Regions from separate parts of the Ovis aries genome. Here region 1 is linked to region 2. Evidence: chromatin contacts called from public Hi-C data. All regions are on one chromosome and are shown on one strand. Each heading gives the region's core, a stretch centred on a gene start, on an enhancer-like site or on the middle of the called end of the contact. The rest is flanking DNA. Distances are from core to core; before and after follow the strand shown.

Evidence for each region. Hi-C and Micro-C count contacts between places; a contact is called where the count stands out from the background.
Region 1: a Hi-C map of mixed tissues shows a contact between it and region 2, with 2.1 times the contacts expected there. The contact joins the promoter of PNPLA6 here to the enhancer-like site in region 2. A contact is called at or near these places in 4 of 16 Hi-C or Micro-C datasets (liver, mixed tissues, muscle and 1 more).

Annotation. Positions count from the first base shown.
Region 1 is chr5:14,131,170-14,134,491 of ARS-UI_Ramb_v3.0, forward strand. It overlaps PNPLA6 (patatin like phospholipase domain containing 6), which reads left to right and starts at 1,363. Exons shown (of 32, transcript XM_060415509.1): 1 at 1,363-1,411; 2 at 2,541-3,026; 3 at 3,200-3,282. The coding sequence starts at 2,798. It overlaps MCOLN1 (mucolipin TRP cation channel 1), which reads left to right. Exons shown (of 13, transcript XM_042249993.2): 12 at 739-869; 13 at 972-1,198. The coding sequence ends at 1,008.
Region 2 is chr5:14,081,478-14,085,038 of ARS-UI_Ramb_v3.0, forward strand. PEX11G (peroxisomal biogenesis factor 11 gamma) reads right to left here. Exons shown (of 5, transcript XM_027969709.3): 4 at 2,167-2,229; 5 at 1,047-1,628. The coding sequence ends at 1,397. Among named protein-coding and RNA genes, the nearest start is that of PEX11G, 9.3 kb to the right of the region's middle. Within about 2 kb of position 1,719, at least 8 of the 54 cell types and tissues checked have an H3K27ac peak or open chromatin away from gene starts, as enhancers often do. A contact at or near this core is called in liver, where this site is marked.

The DNA of each region.
Region 1 (3,322 bases), core at 113-2,612, 49 kb after region 2:
TGGCCACACATGTGACTAGTTACACTTTGATTTTCATGAAAATGAAACAATTCTAAATTCACTTCCTCACTCACAACGGGGCATAGAGCAAGCACCCAAATGCCAGTGCCGTTAGTAGCTACCAGATTTAGACGGCATAGATATCAAACCTTTCCATCATCTCAGAACATTCTGGATTGATGAGACAAGAGCCCAGGAGAAAGCGCACCAGGGAGAAGGAACTGCCAGAAAGGATTTGGAGAAGAGAGTGGTCTCATGAGGTTGGGAAGGGTGAAAAAAAGGCTGAAAGCCAGAACATCTCTGCAACTGGGAATGCAGAAGACTGCACCGGCCTGTGCCTGGACATACAGCCAGGCAACAGACATACTTCTGTCACTCAGACCCAAGGACCCCTCATAGGTCTTCCTCTAGCACTTAAAGATCACACATGTGTATCAGCTTTGGGGGTACAAACCCAGACCTTGCTTCCGCTGTGTGCACCCAAGTCAGTAGGTGGTTGCCAAGCACCCAGATTGGGTCCAGCATGGCTCTAGGTGGTGGACCCACAGGCGGAGAGGGCACATTCAGTGGTCAGGGAATATCTCCAGGTGAACCAGCAGGTAGAGGGCACAGCATGTACAAAGCCCCAGAGGAGAGAGCCTGGTTGGTCCACCAGGATCAGGGAGGAGATTCAGATGGTTGGAGAGGAGGGGGAGGGCAGGGGTGTCTTTCATGCGGGTCCCGGGTCTCTCTCCCCAGCACCCAGGCGGATCGGGCGCAGAAGTGAGCGAGCTCCAGGCCTACATCGCGCAGTGCCAGGACAGCCCCACCTCCGGCAAATTCCGCCGCGGGAGCGGCTCCGCCTGCAGCCTCCTTTGCTGCTGTGGCAGGTTCGAGGCTGGTTTGGCTCGGGTTTGGGATTGGCTGGTGGAAGGGAAGCGAACGGAGGGAAGCGATGCTTTCCACCTCCGCTAACACTTCCCCTCCTTCAGGGACGCTTCGGAGGAGGATTCGCTGCTGGTGAATTGACTCGGACCCGGACTGCTACTGGACATTAGCCCCCTCACCACCACCCCCCCCGGAGTGCGGAGACCCAAGCTTATTTATTTTACCCTTTGCTTTTAAGGCCGGCTGCCAGTCGCGCCCCGTGAGGGCCTGGGCCAGTCGGGTCGGACGTTGGACAAGGATAGGGTGGGTGTTAAATAAACGGGAAAATAAACTGGTTCTCATTTGTGGTGGGAGGGGCATCCCCTGCGCCAACTGGTCGTGGGTCCCTTTAAAGCGTCGCCGTACTCCGCGCGACCTTCCAAGCATGGCGGGGGGCGGGGCTGCTGCGCGCCCTGCGATGAATAATTTAAAGGGGCCGCGTTTGCGTCGCTGGGCGGAACGCTAACGGAGTTGGCGAAGGGTGGACCCCAGCTGCGGCTCCTGGGTGAGTCCGGGTTTCCTTGGCACCTGCAGGGACATCCTCTCGCGGGTTGTTAGCGAGCCCTCGGCTTTCCTAAGATCTGTCTTCTGTCTATTCCCGGAAGCTCTAGACTTCCCGACTCTTACCCCGGTCCCCCAGCTCCCGGCAGGTGTTTTCGCACCGGTAGCCAGGTGCATCCTCGGGTGGGAGGAGACCAATCCCCTGTGAATTTTCCAGGTACGGTCTCAAGGGCCCAGTGACTCCCCCAGATTTCCATTAATACTCTGAGGTTGCCAAAACTGTCTCAGCTTCCCAGGAAAGTCACTGATATTCCAGCATTCTTCATTATCAAGCTCCAACGACTCCAGGGATGTGCCCAACCAGTTCCGATTTTCCCAGTAATAGTCTTATATGCCTCGCAATCTCTCGATAACTTTCTATTGACCCCTGGTAACTCCAGGGTCCCTGGTTACGTCTCCCAGCAATGGTCCCAGCCTCGTTCCCCGAGTCCCAGGGATGCTCCGCACCATCAGAAAACCCCTAAATTTTACTATTACGTGACAGTAAATCTCCAGCATCAACCAGTAACACTTTGCGAGCCCACCCCACTCCGAGCATCCCAGGATGCTACTGACACCTCGGCATTGCATCACGACTCCTTGTGAAGGCGCTCCTGGCAGCATTCCGGTGGGAGCCAGGCATCTCCCCAGCCCCATAACTCGGGCCCGGTTTCCCTGGGGTGCGGTATCTAGTGTTCGCAGAAGGTGCAGGGGTGCGGCCTAGGGATCAGATCAGGATTAATCCTGCAGAGGGGGCCACCTGCTGGAGAAAACCGTGTCCCTTGGGGAACCTGTTCTCTAGCTGCTGATAGTAGGTGTCCGACCGGCTGCCCTTTAGCCCCAGGGTGGGGCTGGACGAGTGGGGCGTCAGGCCGGCCTGATGAGTAAGGAAGGAGACCCTGGTGGGGACCCAGGGACCTACCTCACTCCCTAGCTCGGGCCCCGAACTCAATTTGCCCCACCCTCCAGGCGTCCCCAAGCCGGCAGAGAAACCTCCCGGCAGTAAGGGTAAGAAGAGGGCAGGGCTTGCTGCAGGGGAGGGGCGGACCCAGAGTGACGACTTGCCCGGGGTGTTCCGGCTTCTCATTCCCCAGGAGTGCCAGCCGTGCAGCCCTGCCTGAAGAAACGGATGGACGCTCCGCTGCAAACCGGAATGGTAAGGGTTGGAAGGTGTGAGCCGCCGCGGGGACTACGATTCCCGACGTGCTTAGCGCGCATCATCGCGGTCCCGCGATAACTAGGCTGCGTCTGTTCAGGCTGAACTACGTTTCCCGGCGTGCACTGCGTGCCGCCGACCCTCCAGAAAGAGTTGACTCCCCCGGGGAGGGAGCCGCGCTGGCCCATTTTGCAGATGGGGACGTCGAGGGCCGAGCCGACTGTGATCTCCGGGGCGGACCTGGCTCCGTTGGATGGAGTCCCAGGCGTCCCGGCCCCCGGGGAAGGCTTGGCGGGGCCGGTATGCGATGCGCAGCCCGTGCCGTTCGTCCCGCAGGTGCTGGGCATGATGATCGGGGCTGGAGTCGCGGTTCTGGTCACGGCCGTGCTTATCCTGCTGCTGGTGCGGAGGCTTCGAGTGCCGAGTGAGGACCTGGAGGGCCTTTGGGGGCTGCCGAGGGATGGGAAGATGAAATGTCTGGGCCCCTGAGTCAGTAGAGATGGGATGTGCTGGAGCCCGCACGCAGCGTCCCCATCTCTCGCCGTGCGGAGTATGCGTATAGCTCAGAATGCGCCTCTCCGCACTTACTATCCCCAGAAACCCCAGCCCCGGACGGCCCCCGTTACCGATTCCGGAAGAGAGACAAAGTGCTTTTCTATGGCCGGAAGATTATGCGGAAGGTAAGTCTGGGACCCTCTGGGGCGGCCTTTTGGCCACACA
Region 2 (3,561 bases), core at 469-2,968:
GGGCACCAGGCAGGGGACACAGCCACATGACTGGCAGTGCCAGCAGCTGTATCCCAGCCCTGCCACCCAGGCCCTCGGGGATGCCAGCCCCTGGGGTACCTGTGACCTGCCGTATCACACATGCAGGTGTTCGCGTGGTTCCCTGGCAAGCACGCTGCCTTGCAGGTGTTAACTCAGAGTCTTCAGACAGGCAGGTGCCACTCTGACCCCCACCCTAATCTCACAGGTCCCCTGGGTGCCTGGAAGGCAGAGGGAAGGGGGAGGGTGACCTGGCCCAGCCTCCTAACCCAGAGGGAGCCCCCCAGATGGACGGGGCAGGGGCTCAGCTGGAGGCCAGGTGGGGTCCTTGTGTCCTGTGAGATCCTGAGCAGCCCCACACCCCAGCTGTTGCCCACCACGTACCTTCTTTGTAAAAGAACAAAACATGGTTGAAACCACAGGCTTCAGGGCCTGTAAACAGGACCCTTCATTGGCTCTTCCAGGGGCCAGTGAGTGAGGGGCAGGCACAGGCCGCCCACCACCTGCCAGTATCACCTGAGGCCACACATGCACATGGCCTCTCAAACCCCAGACTGGAAACAAACTGATCCCTTCTTGCCCGCTGCGCTTTCACAAGCTGGGAGCCTCAGGCATCTCCAGTGATGATGCTCAGAGCCCTCGAAATGCCCTGAATGGACCACGGCAGCCCTGAGTCCACGCCGTGGCTATGAGATGCTTCGGCCACAACAGGCACCCCGTGATGCCTGGGAGCTTGAGACCCAGGCAGGACCTGGCAGAGGAGGCAGCATCCACAGCCAGCCAAGGGTGCCCAAGCCCGCGGGTTGGGAAGGAGGGACCGCTCTCTGTGGCTAAGCCTCGGGGTCAACAGGCTGCGTTTGCAGCATCGGAGGGAAAGGTGATGGGAGGTGGTGCTTCCCACTGCAGCTCCAGCCCACAGGCTGAACCCTAAATAAGACCCGGGGGTGCCCCCGACCGCTGGAGAGAGAGGGCGTGAGAATAAGCAGACAGAGACACAGGGCTTAGGAATCAGCTCACATCTGACCTGCTACCATCACCACCTCATTTAATTGGTCCTCACTTCACATTCCTCAGGCCCAACCTGGCTGCCCTGCTCTCCTTTATTGCACACAGGACTCTGGCCTGCCAGGGGCCAGTTCCTCTGCAAGTGAGTCTTCGGGGTCTTCCTGTTCCACCCCTACTGAGGCGGCACCTGGGGGACCTCAGCCCCCCAAGCCCACCCCTCTGGGGGCTGGTACCCCAGACTGCTCTGGTGTGTCCTCTAGCCACACCTTCCTCCCGGCACCTGGCCGTGATCTGCTGGATTAGAGACCCGCCCCTCCCGGGCAATCACGCTCCACAGGAAGGGCCCCTGTTGGGGTTCTGGCGCCCCTGTCCGTCAGGGGGTGGCATTGGCCTGGCCACCCGCCTGGACTGCCTGGTACACGCTGAGGAGCGACGAGAGGGTGCCCAGGAGGCCCACCAGCCACTGGGGGAAGCGGCCGGCCCACAGGACACCCGGGGGCAGCCAGTGCACTGCGTTGGCCAGGTCCGCCAGGTTGCTCAGGAGGGTCAGTACCTCCGAGCAGATCTGGGTCTCCACGGTCCTCCGCTTGCCCCGGGTCAGCCGGCTGTGGGAACAAAGGGCAAGGAGTGCTGGGGAGGGCGGAGGACCGGCAGGCTGCGACCATCACATCCACCAGAGGGAGCCCACAGTGGGAACCAGAGTCTCAGGTCCACGCGCGAGGGGAGGGGGAAAGAGGAGGGGTGAGCAGCTTCCGGGCCTGTGCTGGGCACCTGCTTTACCCTGCATTCTTTCCCAGGATGAGACAGTGACTGACCTTTGTCCTCAGGACACTGACTCCACCTTGGATCATCCTCCCAGACCCGGGCCCAGCCGTGAAGGCTCAGCCCTGGAGTCCCCAGCTCTGCCACTTCCTGCCTAGGGTCCCCCAGCTAGCCTCAGTTTCCCCATCTGTAAAAGAGCTCCCATCCCCCGGGGGGCCGCAGCAATGCCCCAGTACCTAGCACACATCAGCCCCCCACCCCCACCCAGCAGAGCCTGCACGCATGGAGCAGGGCAGTGACAGCACTTCCTTGACTGGGCAGACCCGCCGGGGACCCTGGCTTGCCGGAAGAAGTCTTCTAGAGGAACCGTGGACGACATACCTGGTGAAGGCTTCCGGGGGTTTCCTCAGCCTGTGTCTCAGCTTCAGGACCATCCACAGAGACCTGCAACACCACACAGGATGGGGTGGGAGCAGCTGGGTAGGGGGTCACCAGGTAAATGGGGTCTGGATGGGTGCAAAGCCTGTCCACTCCCTCCCTACACAGACACACCCTGGACACTGGCTGGGCCTGTCTGAAGGCAGTCTAGACAACCTTCTGGGTCCCCAGGGCTGGATCTGCAGGCTGGGGAAGCAGCCACCCGATGGGCATCCTCCAGTGCTCCCTCCAGCCTTTGCTCCCTGCAGCCTGGGCAGGTGACTCTCCAGCACCCTGGGGCCTTAGGAGCCCCTGGTCATGATGTTGCTCAGTTGTGTCCAGCTCTTTGTGACCCCATGGACTGCAGCACACCAGGCTTTTCTGTCCTTCAACAGCTCCTGGAGTTTGCTCAAACCTGTGTCCATTGAGTCATGATGAGCACACCCCAAAAGCTCCCCAGCCCCCATACCCTTGCTCACACCAAATACAGAGACACATGGGAAAACTAGCTGCTCTAAAATGAATGGAGGACTTCCCTGCCTGCCAGTGCTTGGGACTCGGGTTCAATCCCTGTTCCGGGAAGATTCCACATGCTGAGGGGCAGCCCAGCCCGTGAGCCAACTACTGAGCCCATGCGCTGAAACTACTGAAGCCTTTATAGCACCTAAAGCTCTTTCTCCACAAGAGAAGCCGCTGCAGTGAGAGGCCGACCACTGCAGCTAGAGTAGCCCCCACACAGCAACGAAGACCCAGTGCAGCCATAAATAAGGGAAATTTTACATAGATAAACAGCACCCAAAAAGGTATTTAATACAAAATAACATGAATGGAACAGGCAGAGCATATTCACCCTAAAAATAGGATTTTTAGGGCAGCGGAAATACTTCAGTGGTGGATACACGTTATCATATGTTTGTGCAAACTCAAAGTGCAACACAGAGCGTGACCCCTGATGTAAACCACGGACATGGGGTGTGTATGCCATGGTAGCGTTGGTTCATCGACTGACACATCGGGCCGTGGTGCCATGTGGATGGTGGGGAAGTCTGTGTGTGTGTGGTGGGTACCTGCAAAAACTCTGCTTCCAGTTCAGTTTTGCTGTGAACCTAAAACTGCTCTAAAAAATAGTCTATTTAAAAGAAAAAAAAAAATTAAGGGAACCAAAGCAGCCCTGAAAGCAGAAACGGGAAGTCTCTTGGGGCCGCAGGTCACAGGGCGGCCTCAGAAGAGGCTGTGGCCTCAGAGCACCCGGAGCCCACGGGGTGGGGGCGGTGCTGATGGAAAGACAGGGCCAGCTCCATAACAGCCGCCGAGGCTGTGAGGGGAGCCGACGTCGAAACGGAGCCGTGTCCCTGGACC